2 separate regions of the Danio rerio genome follow, and region 2 is linked to region 1. The links are chromatin contacts, called in public Micro-C maps. All regions are on one chromosome and are shown on one strand. Each heading gives the region's core, a stretch centred on a gene start, on an enhancer-like site or on the middle of the called end of the contact. The rest is flanking DNA. Distances are from core to core; before and after follow the strand shown.

Region 1 (3,099 bases), core at 318-2,817:
ACTTTCAGGTGCACTCGAGAAAGTGACAGCGTTAAAAACAAATGCTGAATCAAAGCTTTTTAAAACCTGAATCAATATTGGAGTTACTTTTGCACGCTGAAGGAGGGATGACACCATGGCTGAGGTATTTCTGTTAGACAGGTAATGTTCTGTTTTAAAAGTAATTTAGTCACGCAAAGCTGATGTAGATGGTGTTGTTTTACAAATGGGTTATATGCCCAGAAGTGTTGTTCAGCCCCTGAAATCTTCCGGCAAAAGATTGATGTGACTATTTTCAATTTATAAGGGATCTTTTAAAGTATCAATAATGTCGATTTTTGTTTTATTTAACAACAAAACATTAGTAAATAGCACTATTCCGCCTAGCTTTACTAAAGTAAAGTTGGTTTTATATTCACATAACATTAATTCATTTTTGAACAATGACAACCTATGATGCGGCGTCTATATTGTTTACCATGCTACTTTGAATATTCGGTCTGAAATAGCATGTACAGTAAGTATGGCTTAGTAATAAGTGTAATTCCTGCACCCGGCAGGCCAAAGAATGGCCACTTTAGGACAAAGCGGCATCCTTGCATGCATAAATATTGCACATTATGACAAGTTTTGCTACAGTAGCTACACAATTGAAAATGTGCTAGATATAATGCAGTTTTTCATTCGAAATTGTAGTATTATAACATACTGTAAAGTCTTCTAACTGGCGAATGACATGATCAAGTGGGTTGTCTACTTTCATCTTTACGGTGCACATTCGTGACTTCAGGAGGTGTGCCTTTTACTGTCGCCTCACAGCAAAAAGGTTGCTGGTTCGATTGCTGGCTGGATCAGTTGCCATTTCTGTGTGGAGTTTGCATGGTCTGTTGGCGTGTGTTTCCTCCGGGTGCCCCAGTTTACCCCGAAGCAAATAATGGATGCACTATAGGTGAATTTAATCAACTAAATTGGCCATAGTGTGTGAATGAGTGTTCCCCATCCGCCGTGTAAAACATATGCTGGATAAGTTGGTGGTTCATTCCGCTAAGGCAACCCCTGATGAATAAAGGGACTAAGCCGAAGGAAAATTAATGAATGAATAATAATGTACTGCTTTGTTTGTCTACAGATTATCTGTTCAGTTTCAGATTATCTGTTTAGTTTCACATCCCAAATATTGTCTTATAATTAAACATGAATAAATTTGGTTATTTTTTTGAAAATAAAAAAGTTTCTATTTTGTTACCTAGCCTGAAAATTTGATGAAATTCTACCCAAGCCTCTTACCTGCAACACGTTTGAGCCTGCCCCGAAGGCTCTGATTGCTGAGCACAGACACAGACACTCAAACTCACACCGTTGGTTAAGGCAATGTTGCTATATCGGTAAGCACAAATATTGTAATAAAGGCGCATAGATGGTTTACATTTTGAGCTGAACCAGACTTCTAATGCATCAATTAAAAGTAAGATGGGATATTTTCATTTTTTACCATCGACAAATTACTCACGTCAGAAGAGCACGCCGAATAAACGCCACTTGCGTCATACACCACATGACACAGAATGACCAATGCTCGATTGGCTTCATCCTGTACACGGAACTGATTGCGGATTTCTTTGGCAGGTTGGTCATGTTTACATTTCTGTTCTGTTTTGAGTGAAAATCATCACATCTTAATCGTGCAATAAGTGAAACAGCTTAATAGGATTACGCCTGGCTTTCATATGTAAATTTGCAGTGCTTATTGAACACCATAGCTGCGCTGGGAAAACTCGCGGTAGCTATATGGGTCTGATGTATTTTAGTAAATAGAATACATCAGATTATCATTTAGTACATTAACATAGTACAAATTATGTTTTGTGCATATGATAGTGCTGTTGTTAGGGTATAGAAGTTCAACAACAGTCATTCCCTTAAGAAATAACTTGATATAACTTACTCAAAATTTAAATATGAGGAAGCTTATATCTATAATTTTTTTCATTTCACGCCAGTTGTATATATTGAGATACAACAAGAAATAGAAAACTATGATATATTACATACCAAAACGTGTAGTGATATTTTTAAAGCTCAATCATGTGAAAAAGTGTACCCACCCACAGCAGATTACAACATTTACAAATTACAAATACAATGCAGTAAAAATGTAATTACATTTTTGTAAAACAAAAATAAAACATTTAAATATCATACAACCATGAATGACACCACATCTGTAGAATGACTAAAGCTAAGCTTGACAGCTTTGTCTATATAAAAACTTATCCATGACTGCACTATTTTTATTTCTTTCATATTTTCTATGTATAGCCCATGGCAGACCAAAATGGGCACATTGATCTTGGGCCTCCAAGGGACACAGCTGCAGGTTTAGGCTTCCCAGGTCCTCCTCCACCCATCTACACCTGCACTCTGACTCCTGAACTAGTAGCCAAGGCTCGGGAAGAGCTTCAGGAGAAGCCCGAATGGAGGCTGCGGGATGTCCAGGCATTACGGGATATGATACTGAAAGACCACCCTAATCTGAGGACCCGGTTAGATGATGCTTTTCTGCTGCGCTTCCTCAGGGCCAGGAAGTTTGATTATGACCGGGCCCTTCAGCTTCTCCTGAATTATCATGCCAGCCGGAGAGCCTGGCCTGAAGTGTTCCAGGACCTGAAGCCCTCCACAGTCAAGCACGTCCTAGACCTGGGCTTTCTCACTGTCCTGCCCAGGCCAGACCCTCAAGGACGCTACATACTGTGTTTACGACCAGGTATTGAATGAAATAAGCTAGATTTCTGCTTATAGAGTTGAGTTAACAAGATGTTTATCTGACATGAAAACTAAACATTGGGTTTGATTTATTAATAATAAAAAGTCTAATACACTTGTAAAGCCTGGTATAAGAAGTAAATGTAACAGCTTATTGGATCCTGGGTACTACAGGCTACAAAATATTGACAAAATATTTTTTGTCTGTTATGATCACTGTGTCACTTTGTCAAATTATTATTTTTGCCTACTGGACAAGAAACCTTTCAGGCATATGTAAACAAGAGTAAGCAGTTGATAGAAATGGATGTTGTCCTCTATGACACACTATATGATGATATTCTTCTGTCCTGATAG
Region 2 (3,099 bases), core at 442-2,941, 210 kb after region 1:
ATTGGATTAGTGTCTGCAGTGACTGTGAAGCATCCTCACCTCCTCCAGGGGTGTGATGGAGGAACTTTCACCCCCGTAGTATGGATTTCTGTCCATATGCAATACTTTCTTCCCGTTCACAGACATGATCCCCGAGAGAATACATTCCTACACAGATAAACATGATTAGGTTGAAATAATCTGATATAATATATGTTTCCATTTCTATTGACATGGCAGCGGGTATCCTTAGCCTTGACTTCCGTGTTGAACACTGGGATGCGAGTTACCCCACCCAACTAGTGATGGAAAGTCCGAGTCATTTTTGAGATTCGGTTCATTTGAACAGCTCTCTCTTTAAAGAAGCGTTCTACGCTTCATGATTCGTCTACGTCATTCTGACAACATAGCGTGGTCAATTTCATGCTCTTTAGAGTTATTAACAAGGCTGCTCCTTGTAATTTTCGGTTCTAGTTCTGCTTATTGCAGCCATGGAATAATAAATTAATAAATTATATCATAACTATGCTAAATTACACATTTGCAAAATGAGAGCTGAAAACAAATGCTTGTTAAAATATAATGTAGTCACGTTGTAAACGCATTTTTTCATGTGTTTAATTTCACATTTAAGTATTTATAAAATGTCTATCAGCTAAAGACGAGTCGGTGGGCGAATCCCCGCTCTGATTGAGTCACAAAAGATCCGACTCATGAATCGAACAACGCTACACCCAGCCCACATTACGAGCCGCAGCCCAGCTCAGCCGCTATCCATGAGGAAAATAAAGGAACATTTTGATGAAAACACTTCTAATTCTATTATTAAGCATGCTTATTTTAGGTATCTATCCAGTGTCAAATTCGAACATATGTTAAATTTGGCATTACAGAATATAAGAAAAGCAAAAATATACACTTAAAATCCAGAACAAACCGCATGACATAAAAGCCAACAATGAACTAACACCAGTTAAGCATAATGCATATTCGTCGCTGCTTTGGCATACCACAAAAGCCGAAACATCTGTAATAAACTAATGCATTTTCGCTATTTCGACGCTCGAGCAAACGGGATACCTGATGCCACTCCTTAGAACCAGACACTGAGGGGAGAATCAGTCATTACTTTTTAATAACCGCTTTCATGTCACTATAATGATGCAGCCTTAATGGCTTTGAATATTCGAGGGCAGATGAATTTGGGATGGATTGAGCTCGTTTACACGCAGAAATTGCTAGAAATGCTGCCTCACTTCACACACATATACAGTACTGGTCCAAAGGATGCGTCAGCAATAGGCCCTCGGGTTCAATCTATCGCAAAGCATCTATTCGTACGGTCACATCTCTATAACCAGCACATGCATGCGAGTTTTCGTGGACAAAATCTGCATCTGTTTCCAAGGCAAACGAGTGACCTGAATGCGTTACTCACTGTGAGTCCGGTGCCCAATACGATAACATCATATTCCTCATCCATGTTGTATTACAGTGGATCTCCCGTCTTTAGTCAAATTTCCGCTGCAAAAAAATACGCGAGCCGGTGTTGATACAACAAAATATTTATTCAGAACCAGTCAGCTGTCCTATCAGCGACTAAAGCAAACTCTCTGCAAACCGTTATCGCTCAAACAATTTGATACGTATCACAAATGATCACTGACTGTGGTGCGACCGGCGAGAACAACCAAAGATGGCCCTGACCGCGGCACGAGCTCCAGCGGTGCGGACACATGCGCCAAATAATATAGCGCGTTTCCCAAAACGAAAATGATCGAAGTTTTTATGAATGTCATTCACTGACAATTACTAAGTGGCCATAAAGGCAGATCCTTCAAAACTATTAACGATAATTTACATCCCGTGTAGTCTTAATGAATGTATTTGGATAACACTCGGTGGCACTTTCATTTCCCCATCCTACATCTGAATGGCACAGGGCGCAGTCACAGCACCAGATATCCCTCCGCCAGCGACACTGAATGAAGCCCCTATCATCAATAATGCGTGAATTAAAGTGATGATGATAAATGAGCGCTGTTTTAGTGCAGATTCTTGTTAAATGAATATTCTCGTCGTTGTAAGTAATAAAATAGGTTAAAATGAGTGATGTGTGATCATATGACTGACTGAGACTCTGTCAATATGTAGGCCCATAGCCCATTATATTGGTCCTGAATTGACTGTGTCCTACCATGTTTGTTGTTAGAGCACACACATATTTACAGTACACCAACACAAACATTCACTGCAAGCATTAGGATTTAATCTAGTTTTTACAAAATCTTCAGGGAAATCTACACCAGTTGTTGACAATGTTAAGTTTATTGTTTTTTACATTGTTTAAAGAAGTAAAGCAGCTTTTTTATTTGACAGACAGACATGGATGAATGGATGGATGGATAGATAGATAGATAGATAGATAGATAGATAGATAGATAGATAGATAGATAGATAGATAGATAGATAGATAGATAGATAGATAGATAGATAGATAAAAGAAAGAAAGAAAGAAAGAAAGAAAGAAAGAAAGAAAGAAAGAAAGAAAGAAAGAAAGAAAGAAAGAAAAAAAGAAAGAAAGAACCCCAAAATAACAGTGGCAGTGACTCGTGACCCCCACATTCCTGAGGTTGTTTTAAATATACAAATATTGTGCACACAACATAGGCCTATATAAACACGAGCATATTGACAACACATAAAAGAGCAACAATACAACAACTATATCATTTTATTGTCATTTATTAATTTATTAATTTAAATTAATATTAACCGCACCTAAAGAGACTCGTGGACACAATGTTTTCAGCACTAATCACTAGACACTCTCTGCGCTCATTCCCAATATTTACTTGTGGATTGTATTTATATTTAATGTAATTGATTTGCCAAAAAGGGAGCATGGTGGCGTAGTGGGTAGCACTGTCGCCTCACAGCAAGATGGTCACTGGTTCGAGCCTCGACTAGATCAGTTTGCATGTTCTCCTTGTGTTCGTGTGGGTTTCTTCTGGGTACTCCGTTTTCCCCCACAAGTCCAAAGACATGTGCTATAGGTCATTGAATAAACTAAATTGTCCGCAGTGTATGCATGTGAATGAATATGTATCAATGTTTCCC

Evidence for each region. Hi-C and Micro-C count contacts between places; a contact is called where the count stands out from the background.
Region 2: a Micro-C map of caudal fin shows a contact between it and region 1, with 3 times the contacts expected there. The contact joins the promoter of gdi1 here to the promoter of ttpal in region 1. A contact is called at or near these places in 1 of 18 Hi-C or Micro-C datasets (caudal fin) and 1 of 4 datasets of contacts at active chromatin or transcription factors (embryo).

What each region holds. Positions count from the first base shown.
Region 1 is chr23:28,811,139-28,814,237 of GRCz12tu, forward strand. ttpal (tocopherol (alpha) transfer protein-like) reads left to right here and starts at 1,568. Exons shown (of 5, transcript NM_212590.2): 1 at 1,568-1,605; 2 at 2,299-2,743. The coding sequence starts at 2,302. LOC141380497 (a long non-coding RNA gene) reads right to left here and starts at 1,522. Exons shown (of 5, transcript XR_012398553.1): 1 at 1,267-1,522. It overlaps LOC137489129 (a long non-coding RNA gene), which reads right to left. Exons shown (of 3, transcript XR_011008480.2): 3 at 1,809-3,099.
Region 2 is chr23:29,020,025-29,023,123 of GRCz12tu, forward strand. gdi1 (GDP dissociation inhibitor 1) reads right to left here and starts at 1,692. Exons shown (of 11, transcript NM_001020608.2): 1 at 1,418-1,692; 2 at 40-147. The coding sequence starts at 1,462.